Linked DNA regions of Macaca mulatta: region 2 is linked to region 1. A link is a contact called in public Hi-C data. All regions are on one chromosome and are shown on one strand. Each heading gives the region's core, a stretch centred on a gene start, on an enhancer-like site or on the middle of the called end of the contact. The rest is flanking DNA. Distances are from core to core; before and after follow the strand shown. Region 1 holds the start of BHLHE40 (basic helix-loop-helix family member e40). Region 2 has its middle 48 kb from the start of BHLHE40.

Region 1 (6,621 bases), core at 1,130-3,629:
CACACACCAAGTGACAAGGAAGCAAAGAAACAGGAAAACACTGGGGCATACCCACGATTTCTTCTCCAATGAAAGAGGGCTAAGAAGACCAACTGTAAAACACCCACAAGGCAAATTATAGGTGCCTTGGCATTTTAAAAGGGAGTAGGGAAATCTCCCAGAACCCAGAGACTCTCAAGCTAAAATGCCACAGGAATATCTTATCATTTCACTAATACGTATTCATGCCAGGTGGCACACTGCATTTCAAATGAAAAGTCTGACCTTTTAGGAAAGATAAAACTGCATCTCCCCCAATGAAGGTGCATAAGCAGTTTGTTGCAGTAATGTTTATTCCATCAGATGTTGAGCCCACAGGCTCTCTATTTGTGCTCAAACTCTTAAAAAGAGGAGAGCCAGAATCAGCACTCACCAGCTTGTAAACCGCTCTGCAGGGCAATGATTTTCTGCTGCTGCTGATCAATTAGGTTTGTTAGTGCTTTCACATGCTTCAAGGTAAGTTCAAGAACCACTGCTTTTTCCAAGTGACCCAAAGTCTAGAAGGAAAAGAGGCTTAGTCAGCGGTGAGGTCAAAGAAGTCCCACCTTTGGGATATTTCTTAGCAAAGAGAAATGTCTCTAAAAGAAAAAAAAAAAGTGGATAGTCTTTCTTCGTTGGCTGTTCTAACACACATATATATAAAATATATATGATTAAATAATTTTAAAAAGGGTGCCATCTCTCTTTGGAGGCATTTTGGAAGCTGCAACTACCTCAGGAAAATGCTTTGACAGATAAATTTCTCCAGCAGCCTCTGCTGACCTTAACTCAGGGGAATCCAGAGATAACATTTTTCTGCAGGGGTGTCAACTCAGAGAGGGACCTCTATTATGTCTGGCAGCCAATAGGCTTTCCCTACTTCTTTCCTTACACCCTTTCAGAACTTCCAGCTCATTCAGGCTTTTTTGTTCCTCCCAAAATACTTTTTTTTTTTTTTTCCATTTCCCCAACCAAAGGCTGCCAAGTAGCTGAGGGCTACTGTCAAGAAAGGACAGGCCGTAAAAATCACACACCAAAGCAAGTCCACTTATTTAACAACAAAAAAAAAGGTGGGGGGAGTGGTGGAGGGAAAGGGGTAAATGTGTGTGTTGCTTGGCGTGTTCCTTTAAGTTAGAAAAACTAGGGAATCCTGAAAATCACCAGAAGTTAAACTCTTGAAAAGGAAGGCCAGTTGGTGTTGTAGCCAACTTGGAGAGGTCCAAGCGGTTCTCGCCTCATTTGCATGAGTCAGCCAGAAAACGCAAGGACTGTGGAGGAGGACCCCACCACAGAGCCACCCGCCAGCTCTGATCCGCCCGTCTGGTCTGCAGTTCCCCGCGGAACCTGCAGGCGGCGAGTGACCCCCGCCCGCCCTCTGGGCAAAGGACTGGGTTGGAAAGGGGCCAGCTTCTCACTTACTGTAAGTTTGAGATGTTCTGGTAGGAGATCCTTCAGCTGGGCGATGCACTCGTTAATCCGGTCACGTCTCTTTTTCTCGATGAGCCGGTGCGGCAATTTGTAGGTCTCCTGCAAGACGCACGGGGAGGCGGTGGGCGCTTGGGAAAGGAGATGAGAAGCCTATCCTCCCAGCCCCGCAGCACGAGTCCGGCAGAGGAGCAGAATAGCACCAGAACCATCATCTGCCCCTTCTTTTCCAAGTCACTCAGAAGAGGCACCGAGCCCACACCCTGCATCCCCTCGCCAACCTCTAAGCGAGAAAACTTTTCTTGGAAACTCAGCGCGCGCGAGGGGCTGAGCGCAGGGTCCCCAGGGGTGCACTTGCTTACCTTGCTGTCCTCGCTCCGCTTTATTCCCCGTCTTGACTTGTACACTTGGTACATGTGGGCAAAATCCATCCTGCAGGAAGAGAGACCAGGAAGGGTCGTGACTGCTTGCGCACGGCTGCAGGCGTTCTGCCGGGCAAGAACCCCCCGGTGCGCCCGGAGCTGCTCCAAGTTGAGAGTGGCGCATAACATGGGGCTGGAGTTGAGGCTTGAAGGGCCAAGGAGTGCCAACTTACCCTGGTAGGTCTCCGTGCTCCAGTCCCGGTGCTTTGGGCAGGCAGGCGGGGGGTGGTTGCGCGCTGGGGATCCGCTCCATGGTGCGGCGAGCCGGGGCCACTGCGCGCTCCTGTCTGCTCTAGCGGAGCGTCTGGATGAGGACTGTCCTGGAGCGGGCTTCGGGGGTCTCTCCGCAGATGTTCCTCTGAGTCTGAGCTCTTTGAAATCCCCTGGGCTGCTGGAATCTTCGGCTTTGAGATGCAGCTTCAGTTGGGGGCGTGCATGGCCCGGTGTCCCCGCGGCCTCTGGCTCCAACTCAGCGCACAGACTGGCGGTGTGTGCTCCCTGCGCGGTCTGCGCCGTGCGAGCCAAGTGAATGAGAAGTGGGGCGGGCGGGGAGGCGGGAGGGAGCGGGTGGGGGGGGGGCGGTTAGGGCGGAGTGGGGGGGGTGGGGGCACAAGCCGAGGAGTAATGGAGAGGCTGCGGGCTGGGTTAAATGGGAGCGAGTGGGTGGGTTGGAGCTACGTGTTCTACCCTGTGACTCCAGGCACGTCTGGCCACTGCCGGGGAGGGAAGGAGCGACCTGCCCGCCCTCCCCCGGCTTCATCACATGAGTCTCACGTGTTGGACAACGCTCCGGCGGCTGCTAGGGAGCCCCCACCCCCAGCCCCGGCCCCCAGGTGTCTGCGGCTGCGGCCGCCTTTCCCCGAAGAGGGGGTGGCAGCGCAACCTGGGTCCTGCCCAGTTGGGTGGGGGGCGCGGAAGCTGGAAGGGACGGGGCTGCTGGGGGAGGGGGAGAGTTGGTAACGTGGGCGAACCTGCCCCAGGGAAATGAAGTAAGTTCCCGTCTCCTGGGAGGGAACGGGGGAGGACGGATCCGCCCGCGTCTGACTCAAGCCGGGAGAGGAATATCCCCTTGCTAGCTCCAGCCCAGCCCTCTTCCTCCTCCCCCGCCCGGCCCGCTTGGAGGAACCGGCGCTCAGCGGAGGGAGTCGCCCGGCCCCCCAGCCTTCCCCAGAGGCTGGGGTTTCTTTCCGTCCTGGCTTCCCTGCCCCCACTGCTCACCCTCGCGTCCAGGAATTGCCCGCCTTGGGGAGGGACCGAGGGGCGGGGCGGATGTCACCCCATGGGAAGCGGGCAGACAGCCAAGCGCAGGGGCAGCTGAGGCTGCCGCCGAGCACGCCGCGCGCACCTGACCGAGGAGGGTGTGAGCCGAGGGCCCCTCGCTCCCCAGGAGCTCCGCTCCCGGGCACAGCCTGCGGGCGGGCGGGCACCTGGTTGCGCAGCCCCCTGGGTGCCCCAGTGTCACCCCCTTCCTCCCGGCCAGTCAAGCACAGAAAGATACCGGGCACGGTGCCCGGTGTTCCCTCCCTCCTCTGCCCCCTCCAGAGCAGAGGCGCCCGGGTCGCCTCCCCTCCGGCTGCAGCGTTACACAACCGCGGCGGCGGCGCCTGCCCTGCAGCAGCGCAGGGCGTGACGCTTCACGTGGCCGGGGCTCAGGTCGCAGCGCCGCGGACCGCGAGCCCCTCTGCGTTGACCCAGGGACTGAGACCCCGGGGACGTGGTGTGCCAACCCGGATCGGCCCTCTCCCTGCCTGTTGGGAACTTCGGCGGCGCTGTTTGCGGTCTGCACCCAGGGCAGGAGGGATGAGAGAGACAAGAAATAAAACCGCCTGTTACACAGTAAAATCTTAGCAATCATGCAGTCGACACATATTTGTTGAGCCCCCTACTCTGTGCTAGGCGCTGTGTTTGTTGATGAATCCGACACGGATCCTGCCCTTGAACTTACAGAACCTCTAGGAAGAGGATAAATTGAGCAATAAAGGAAAGGCAGCCCTGGGAAAATTGTATCGAGGCCACTGGCTGACAGAGGGAAAAAAAAAAGAGAACTTGTGTTGCTTTGTGTTTTTAATTTAATTCTAACCAAGATGCCTAGGTAGAGAAGCGGGGGAGAAGCTAACCCAAAGTCCCGAGCCAGGGGCGGAAAGACCTCCTCCAACGGCCCCAGATCTCTGCAATCTCACTTAGGCTGCCGGAGGGCCCCACCCACCTCCCCCGGAAAAGTCCGGGCTCTGTGACCTTCTCACTCAGCCTGGAGCAGGGAAAACAGCTGAAACTCCAATCCCGTGTTGTGAGCAGCGCTGATACAGTCAGAGGAGGGAGCCAGTGGAAACTCATGACTAAAATAAGGCCTGGCTGGGGATTTCACTGACCTCTGCGCTCCCCTGCCCTGCAAGTTCGGGGAGTTGAGAGATGACTGTAAGCCTTTCCCACTGCGCTTTGGGTCAGTCACCGCGCTGCTGAGTGACCTGGCAGTGGGAAGGATTGAAAAAAAAAAAAAATGGGGTCACTGCTGAGACTGGGTGAAGAGTAGCCTCGGGTGCAGTTAGGGAGTCAGTCTTAACTGGCAGTGTCCTTGACGCCCTAGAGAACTGGCATTCACAAGTTGACCAAACTGGGAGTGTATTTCCTTCAGGTCGCCTTGGAGAGCTCCCACTTCCTGTTTATATTTCACAAGCGTCAAACTCATTAGCAAGTGTGAGAAATGCCTCCTTTTCTAACTGCTAACTGGCATGACCTCACTTCGGGGCTCAGAGATCCCTCCCTGCCAGAATGTACTTTTGCTGGCCAAAGACAGGAACCGGAGTCCGCCCTGGAAACGTGCTTTCAATCTTGGGCGACCTGCTTCATTGTGTGACTTTAATAAGGATGAAGAGTTGTCATGACTGCGTCAAAACCACGGTTCCACTAGGAAATAAACACTGGGAGAGGAAAGGACACACACCCCCTTCCGCTGACACTCCTCACCCGATGGCAGGAGTGAGCCCAAACCCTGCAGCTTCCATGGCTCATGGCTCATGACAATATCATTCTTAAAATTCTTTGAGTTTATCAACACATTTTGCCCCTACCTGCCCTACAACTGTAAATAACATGTATGCATTTCCTACTTTTTATTTGTTCCAAATGTATTCTCAAGCTTCAAGAACTATTCACATCCTACCAGAGTTCCACCGTATCCGGATTAAAAAAAAAAAAATCTGTTGTTCTCTCCATAGCTTATGGCTTTTAAAAAATAGCAATTTGAACAAACAATTCCTACCTGGCATGTATCTTTCCATCCTGGAGAATGTTACTATTTCAGTCTGTCATCTTTTGTAGATATTAAAAACCTTTCATATGTCAATTTCTTTGCTCTTCACCACCACCTTATAGGCAGGTACTAGTATTAGCTCAATTCATTTAACACATATTTATTGTTATTCAATGCCAGACACTGAAATAGAGCCTAGGGATGTATAACATACTCTGTTTGGAAAACTGAGGTTCAAGGAGGCTAAATAACCTGCCCCAGGTTATATAGTCTGGGATTCAGTCTGAGACAAGCCCCCCGGGTTTGTTGGACTCCAAAGCTTGTGCTCTTAATCACTATACTTATGGTTGCCTGGTAGGGTTGTTTGGGTTGTGCACCGCTCAACTCCAGGGGGAGCTACTCACATTGCAGTCTGTGTGAGAGCACCCTCTGGAGTAGTGCAGTGTGGCACTGAGCAGCTGCACTGACTGGGTAATCCTGCCATTTTGTAGCCATCCCTGCTGTTTGTCTCTTCTAAGTGGGGAAAGAACATAATTTTGCACAAGAGAAAGATGGGATCTTTCTTTTCTTTCCTATTGGGACTCAGCTTCTTGGTGGCCTTACACTGTGTGCTGAATGAGTCTATACTCTTACTATCTATAGTAACTCCTGGGCCCTTCCTGTGCAAGAATTTAGAGCTCCAAGCTCCCCTATTCATCCCCACAACTTGCTTGCTCAGATACCACTTTTTACCTGCTTATGAAACCTCAAAAATTTTTATCTCAACTCACAGTAAGAAATGCATTTTACATCATGTCTCAATACACACACGTGTGTCTTTACACACATCTTAAGTATATTTAAGCATAGGGCAGCCAAGGCTTGGTTGGGCTATAGCAATAAGTGACCACTACCCTCTCTCCTATACTCCTGAGTAACCATTGCTCTCTTAAAAAAGAAAAAAAAAAAAAATTAAGCCACTTAGAAAGAAGTCAATCAGGCCGAGTGTGGTGGCTCATGCCTGTCATCCCAGAACTTTGGGAGGCCAAGGCGGGCGGATCATCTGAGGTCAGGAGTTCGAGACCAGCCTGGCCAACAGGGTGAAACCCGAGTTTACTAAAAATACCATAAATTAGCCAGACACAGTGGCGGGCGCCTGCAGTCCCAGCTACTCAGGAGGCTGAGACAGGAGAATTGCTTGAACCCAGGAGGCGGAGGTTGTGGTGAGTGAGCGGAGATAACACCATTGCACTCCAGCCTGGGCAACAAGAGCAAAACTCCGTCTCAAAAAAAATCCAATGCATTTCAGACAAAAATTTCACAGAACAATATTTCACTCTTATTACATGCATTCTGATATTTTCTAGTTTAGTCTCATCTGTTTTATTAAAAGAAAAATATTCACGTCTTGACTTACTAAGTTGATCTCACCACCCGCCAATGGATCATGACCTGAAATTTAAAAATTTGCCTCCGGGGCACAGTGGCTCACGCCTGTAATCCTAGCACTTTGGGAGGCCAAGTCAG
Region 2 (6,621 bases), core at 3,048-5,547, 47 kb before region 1:
TGCAATGGCACAATCTCGGCTCACTGAAACCTCCACCTCCCAGGTTCAAGCATTCCTCCTGCCTCAGCCTCCTGAGTAGCTGGGATTACAGACACCTGCCATCGCACCTGGCTAATTTTTATATTTGTAGCAGAGATGGGGTTTCACCAAGTTGACCAGGCTTGTCTTGAACTCCTGACCTCAGGTGATCCACCCGCCTCAGCCTCTCAAAGTACTGGGATTACAGCCGTCAGCCACCACGCCCGGCCTTCTTTTTTTTCTGGAAAGATGGGAGTCTCCCTATATTGCTGGTTGTCTTGAACGCCTGGGTTCAAGCAATCCACCCACCCATTTTGGCCTCCCAAAGTGCTTGGATTATAGACATGAGCCACTGTGCTCAGCCTGATTTTCTTTTTGACATTTAAAAACAAAACAAAACAAAACAAAAAGGATACATTTCACATATAACCCTGGTTCCATGCTTCTCTCAAAAAATGGGAAGAGTCAACAACTCAGTGTGTTCAATCAAACATGGCGGCAACAAGTTAAAGTTGAGTAACTGAGTAATGGCTGCCCCCTTTGGCCAGGCAAGATAGCTTGGCCCTCTTCTTCCCCAGAATCCACCAGCCTCTCTTGTTTGTGTGACCACTCTAGCTGCTGGAAGCTTTTGAGTTTGTAATCCCTTGTTTGGCAATGTAACCCCAAAATCAGAGGTTTTACAATGTCAGTCTTCTTTCTTCCCTTTCATAAGTGGAAAGACCCAGTATAGAGATTCATTTTTCCACTGACGTAAATTATACTACCACCCCAATTTAGATTGCAGATGCAGTTACAAAGAGTTTGGTTTTAAATATATTTTCCACCTCACTGCAAAAATGTTATATGGCATATTTAGAAATCCTGCCCTCACCCCCAGTAAAGGTTTTTTTATGACAACTGAAATTCCCACCACTCAACTATTTACCATGCTTTGAGATTTGGGGATGATTCTAGCTGATTCCAGAATTATAGCTGAATAAGCATAACACCTGTCTTCTGAGTAACTTTCAGCAATGCAGCCCCTAGCATATCTAATTTAATGCTTATTAAAGGAATTGCTTTTTTGTTTGCTGTTTGAAACTCAATGCATATTTGCAAAGCCAGCTCCAATTTCTCTTAAGGCCTGATACCATTTTTTTCTACCTCTCCCACTTTGCAAATTAACTGACCCTCAATTTCCTTCAGTGGTCCTTAGTCCCAGCAGAGAGGAACTGGTCCTAATTGCATAAATTCTCTCCGTCATTGCTGAAATTGAAGAGCCATCTGATTTGTTTTCACCTGAGAGGTCTCAGGCAAGCACCATCTCCAAGGACAGGGGAAAGTGTAGAGCAGGGGTTCTCCAGGTGTGGTTTCCAGACCAGCAGCATCAGCATCATTTGAGAATTTGTTAGAAATACAGCCTCAGCCCTGCCTCAGACCTATGGAATACGAATCTGCACTTTAAAAGGATCCCCAGTTGATTCATAAGCACATTCAAAGTAAAACAAGGTCAACCAGGTATGGTGGCTCACGCCTGTAATGCCAGCACTTTGGGGAGCCTGAGGCAGGAGGAATGCTTGAGCCCAGGAGCTCAAGACCTACCTGGGCAACACAGCAAAACCTGGTCTCAAGAAAAAGAGAAAAAAAAAGGAAGGAAGGAAGGAAGGAAGGAAGGAAGGAAGGAAGGAAGGAAGGAAGGAAGGAAGGAAGGAAGGAAGGAGGAAGGAAGACAAAGTAATGTCTTTAGTAAAAAGAACTGTGAAGTAAATAAAAAAGGTACAGCCATGCGCAGTGGCTCACACCTGTAAACCCAGCACTTTGGGAGGCTGAGGGGGGTAGATCACCTGAGGTCAGGAGTTCGAGACCAGCCTGGCCAACATGGTGAAACCTCGTCTCCACTAAAAATACAAAAATTAGCCGTGTGTGGTGGCTCACGCCTCCCAGCTACTCGGAAGGCTCAGACAGGAGAATTGCTGGAACCTGGGAGGCAGAGGTTGCAGTAAGCCAAGATCATGTGACTGCACTCTAGCCTGGGCAACAGAGTGAGACACCGTTTAAAAAAAATAAAATAAAATTCAAGAGGGTGATATTGCAGTGATTGTGAGGAGGCACTTTACACAGAACAGTTGCTCTAAAATTTTGTGGTCTCAGGACCATTTACATTCTTAAAAAAAAAAACTATTTTTAGGCCAGGCACGGTGGCTCACACCTGTAATCCCAGCACTTTGAGGGGGCCAAGGCAAGCAGATCACTTGAGGTCAGGAATTTGAGACCAGCCTGGCCAACATGGTGAAACCCCATCTCTACTAAAAATACAAAGATTAGCTGATGTGGTGCTGCGTGCCTGTAGTCCCAGCTACTTGGGAGGCTGAGGCAGAAGAATTGCTTGAACCCGGGAGGTGAAGGTTGCAGTGAGCCAAGATCATGCCACTGCACTCCAGCCTGGGTGACAGAGCAAGACTCTGTCTCAGAAAACAAACAAACAAAAATTTTAATTATTTGTAATTCAATTATTTAAAAATTATTTTGTAATTATTATTACTATTATTATTTTTTTGAGATGGAGTCTCGCTCTGTTGCCCAGGTTGGAGTGCAGTGGCACGATCTCGGCTCACAACAAGCTCCGCTTCCCGGGTTCACGCCATTCTCCTGCCTCAGCCTCCCGAGTAGCTAGGACTACAGGCGCCCACCACCATGCCTGGCTAATTTTTTTTTTTTTTTTTTTTTTTTAGTAGAGACGGGGTTTCACCATGTTAGCCAGGATGGTCTTGATCTCCTGACCTCGTGATCTGCCCGCCTCGGTCTCCTAAAGTGCTGGGATTACAGGTGTGAGTCACTGCGTCTGGCCTGTAATTATTTTTAATAATTACTTAAAAATTATTCATAATTCCATTTTTAAATTATTTGTAGTTCATTTAAAAATAATAAACCCTTATATATTTACATATGTTTTATGAAAATAGCTGTATTTTCTAAAATGAACAACAACAAAAAATGAGTGAGAAGAATGGCATAGTTTCAATTTTTGCAAATCTCTTTAGTGTCTTCCTTAATAGAAGACAGCTGGCTTCTCATATCTGCTTCTGCAGTCTGTCTATTGCAGCGTGGCGTGTCATGAGGTCTTTGGAAAACTCCACCGTGCACACAGAAGAGAAAGAGTGAAAAAAGGCAAATATCCTCTTAGTATTGTTATGAAACTAGTTTTGACTTCACATACTCCCTGGTAAAGGCTTGGGCCCAGGAACCACACTTGGAACTGCTGCTGGGATGCAGTGATGGAGAAAGGGCTCACAGGAGCACAAGGCCTCAGAGAGAAGGAGTTAACTATGTGAAGCCTCCTGGCTTTAAAAAGCATGGAGATTGTTGCTGGGCGCGGTGTTTCCCACGTGTAATCCCAGCACTTTGGGAGGCCGAGATGGGTGGATCACTTGAGGTCAGGAGTTCGAGGCCAGTCTGGCCAACATGGTGAAACACTGTCTCTACTAAAAATACAAAAATTAACTGGGCATGGTGGCCCAGGCCTGAAGTCCCAGCTCCTTGGGAGGCTGAGGCAGGAGAATCGCTTGAACCCAGGAGGCAGAGGTTGCAGTGAGCTGAGATTGGGCCACTGCACTCCAGACTGGGCGACAAGAGTGAAACTCCATCTCAAAAACAAAACAAAAGCATGGAAATTGTACGGTGTGCTTCACTGCGAATTCTGGTCCTGACTTGGTCTTAGAATAGCTGCGGGACTATGGACAGGTACCCTGCCCTCTCTGAACCTCAGTTTCCCGGTCTGCTTTATGAAAAGGGTGGCCTCTAACATTCCAGGCCGCGCCCCTCCCCCAGCCTTCCCCAAGCCTCTGGGAGGTTCCAGGAGGAATTTCAGAGCAACTCTTCCGTTTGCCAGCAGAAGGCGATGGAGACCAGCCTCGGCTGGACTACTTCCTCCCCAGAGGCCCTTCACCGCCTCCCCATCCAGACCCAAGGTTCCCTAGTGGTCCGGACGGTTTCCTTGGCATCGCTGGCACCAGGTATCTCAGGCCACCCAGGTTGTCCCAGGGAGGGGCTGGAGGCACCGAGAGCCCTTCATATTGACCCAGACACGTGGCCAGGTTGAGATGCTGGGATTCTCCCAAACCCAGTCTGGGAGGAGCTGGGGAGAAAGAAGAACGGATTTGGGCAAAGACACTTCAGCCCCTCCCCACACACACCCCGCTGGGCCTTTCGGTGGGAAACCACCCAGGAGCTGTTGACTTCTCACAGGGAAAGCCGGGCGGGGGTGGCCGGAAGGGAGCAAGACGGAGAGAGAGCTGCGCCAGCTCCCCGGGGACCGCCTGCCTGCAGGCGCGAGGCGGCGCTTGCATCAGCGCCTGCCAGGGCAGGGGCAGGGACCGCGGCCACCGGCGACGTCAGTCGCTTTCCCAGAAGAATTCCACTTCCTGCGGCCGGGGCCCCGGCTGTGAGGGGGCGGGAGGGTGGTGGGTTGGTGTCGCAGGATGACACCACTGGTTTACTGCATCCTCTCGATCACACACTGTTGCCTAGGAGACCAACAGCATCCTGGCCGCCTCAGTGAGGCTAACCCGCCCCCGGGAAGTGACCCGGGGCACGGCCCACTCAGGAAACCACTGGCTCTAGGGTGCAGGCCCCAGGAGACTAGGCCACCCACTACGGGTCCTGGATTCTGCCCTGGAGGCATCCGGTGGCCCACCTTCCATATTGTACCTGATTGTCAAGTTTTCAAAGCACAGTTGCTGGAGGATGTTAGAAACAAGCCAGAGAAAACTAAAGCCCAGAGAAGGGCCCTAAGATAGCCTGTAACTGGGAGAGCTGACTTTTCAAGCCTCTGTGATTTGGTTTGGTTTGGTTTGGGTTGGATTGGGTTTTTTTCTTACCTTTCTTGCCATAGATCAGTGTCTCACAAACCTCTTAAGAGTCAATGGCCCGTCTGCTATCAGTGAAGCAATGTTTGTTTTATTTTGTTTGTTTGTTTGTTGTTGTTTGAGACACAGTCTTGATTTGTCACTCAGGCTGCAGTGCAGTGTCTTGATCTTGGCTCACTTCAACCTCTGCCTCCTGGTTCAATCCATTCTCTTGCCTCAGCTTCTCCAGTAGCTGGTATTACAGGTGCATACCACCACACTCGCTATTTTTTTTTTTTTTTTTTTTTTTTAGAGAGACAAGGTTTCACCATGTTGGCCAGGCTGGTCTTGAACTCCTGACCTCAAGTGATCCACCCACCTTGGCCTCGCAAAGTGCTGGGATTACAGGTGTGACCCACCACACCTGGCTGCAATGTTTGTTTTAATTAATTTTGGCAAGTATTTCCTGAGCACCCCGAGTGTGCCAGGTGAAGAGACAGAGAAGGATAATAACAGTGCTAGCCAGCATATATTAAGTCTTGCAAAGCTGCACAGGCATGAACTTGTGGCTTAAACACAACCTTATGAGGTAGGTGTTATCCCCATTTTACAGAGTAGAATACCCAGTTAATGTGAGATCAGCTGGGAAGTAAAATCAAATCTGAGTCCTAAACTAGAAGTCTTTACCATTACCAGGCAGCCTTGCAGAACGTCAATTAACATGGCAGACAGGGCCCTTCTTCTTTGGAATTGATGCATTTTTACTGCATTTTAAGACCGTGCATTTAATCTTCAATTATGTGTTAATAATGTGAGATGAGGATAAAAGTAATTCCAAATAAGAAACACGTGATAACATCAATGCAACTAGCGTTGAGGCCTACATTGAGGTATGCCAAACACTGTGCCAAACCCACTACCATTATTACCTCATTTAATACAACTCTATGAGGTCAGTTCTATCACTTTGGTCCCTCCTTCGCAGATGAAGAGACTGAGGCACAGAGGTGAAGTAACTCATCCATGTCCCAAAGCTAGTAAATTAATGCTTAGTAATTAACAGAATAGTGTCCTGGTCCATGTAAACACTTAATACACTTGTACTCTGCTTTGGAAAGAATGGAGAGACTGCAGTGTATACAAACATCCCGGGAAAACCTCATTCATTTGGACCATTTCCATCTAGATTTTACTATAATTTGAAAGGAGCCTAGGGTCGTGTGTGTGTGTGTGTGTGTGTATGTGTGTATGTGTGTGTGTTTTCCTGCTTGTGGGGAAAAGCTAAGCAAATAGTACAAACAAAGTAAAAACATTTTTGTGGGGCATTTTAGAATTTAGAAGAGCTAGGGTGTGTTCAGGGTGGTATGGCGGTAGACACATTTTAGAATGTATAAAGCACTTTGCTACCCAGGAGTTAACTTTATCTTCACAATCCCCCTGAGAAGTCATTAGAACTGGCCATCTTAGTCCCAGTCTGCAGGTGAACTCTGAGAAGCTTTCTAAAGAAGAATTTCTAACTACTAAAGAGAAAAAATGATCTTTAGGGACTCAAAAGTAAACTACCCACAATAGCTAAGATGTGAAAACAACAAATGAATGGATAAACGAAATGTAGTATGTACGTACAATGAAATATTCAGCCTTAAAAAGGAATGAAATTCTGGTGAGTGCTACAATATGGATGAACATTGAAGGCATGATACTAAGTAAAATAAGTCAGACACAAAAGGACAGTATTGTATGATTCCACTTATATGGGATACCTAGAATAGACAAATTT

What was found. Hi-C and Micro-C count contacts between places; a contact is called where the count stands out from the background.
Region 2: a Hi-C map of CD4 T cells shows a contact between it and region 1, with 2.8 times the contacts expected there. The contact joins the enhancer-like site here to the promoter of BHLHE40 in region 1. A contact is called at or near these places in 5 of 14 Hi-C or Micro-C datasets (CD4 T cells, blood, cortical neurons and 2 more).

What each region holds. Positions count from the first base shown.
Region 1 is chr2:143,715,440-143,722,060 of T2T-MMU8v2.0, reverse strand. It overlaps BHLHE40 (basic helix-loop-helix family member e40), which reads right to left and starts at 2,379. Exons shown (of 5, transcript NM_001257518.1): 1 at 2,039-2,379; 2 at 1,806-1,875; 3 at 1,438-1,545; 4 at 413-536. The coding sequence starts at 2,118.
Region 2 is chr2:143,764,352-143,770,972 of T2T-MMU8v2.0, reverse strand. No RefSeq gene overlaps it. Among named protein-coding and RNA genes, the nearest start is that of BHLHE40, 48 kb to the right of the region's middle. Within about 2 kb of position 4,297, at least 28 of the 40 cell types and tissues checked have an H3K27ac peak or open chromatin away from gene starts, as enhancers often do. A contact at or near this core is called in CD4 T cells and blood, where this site is marked.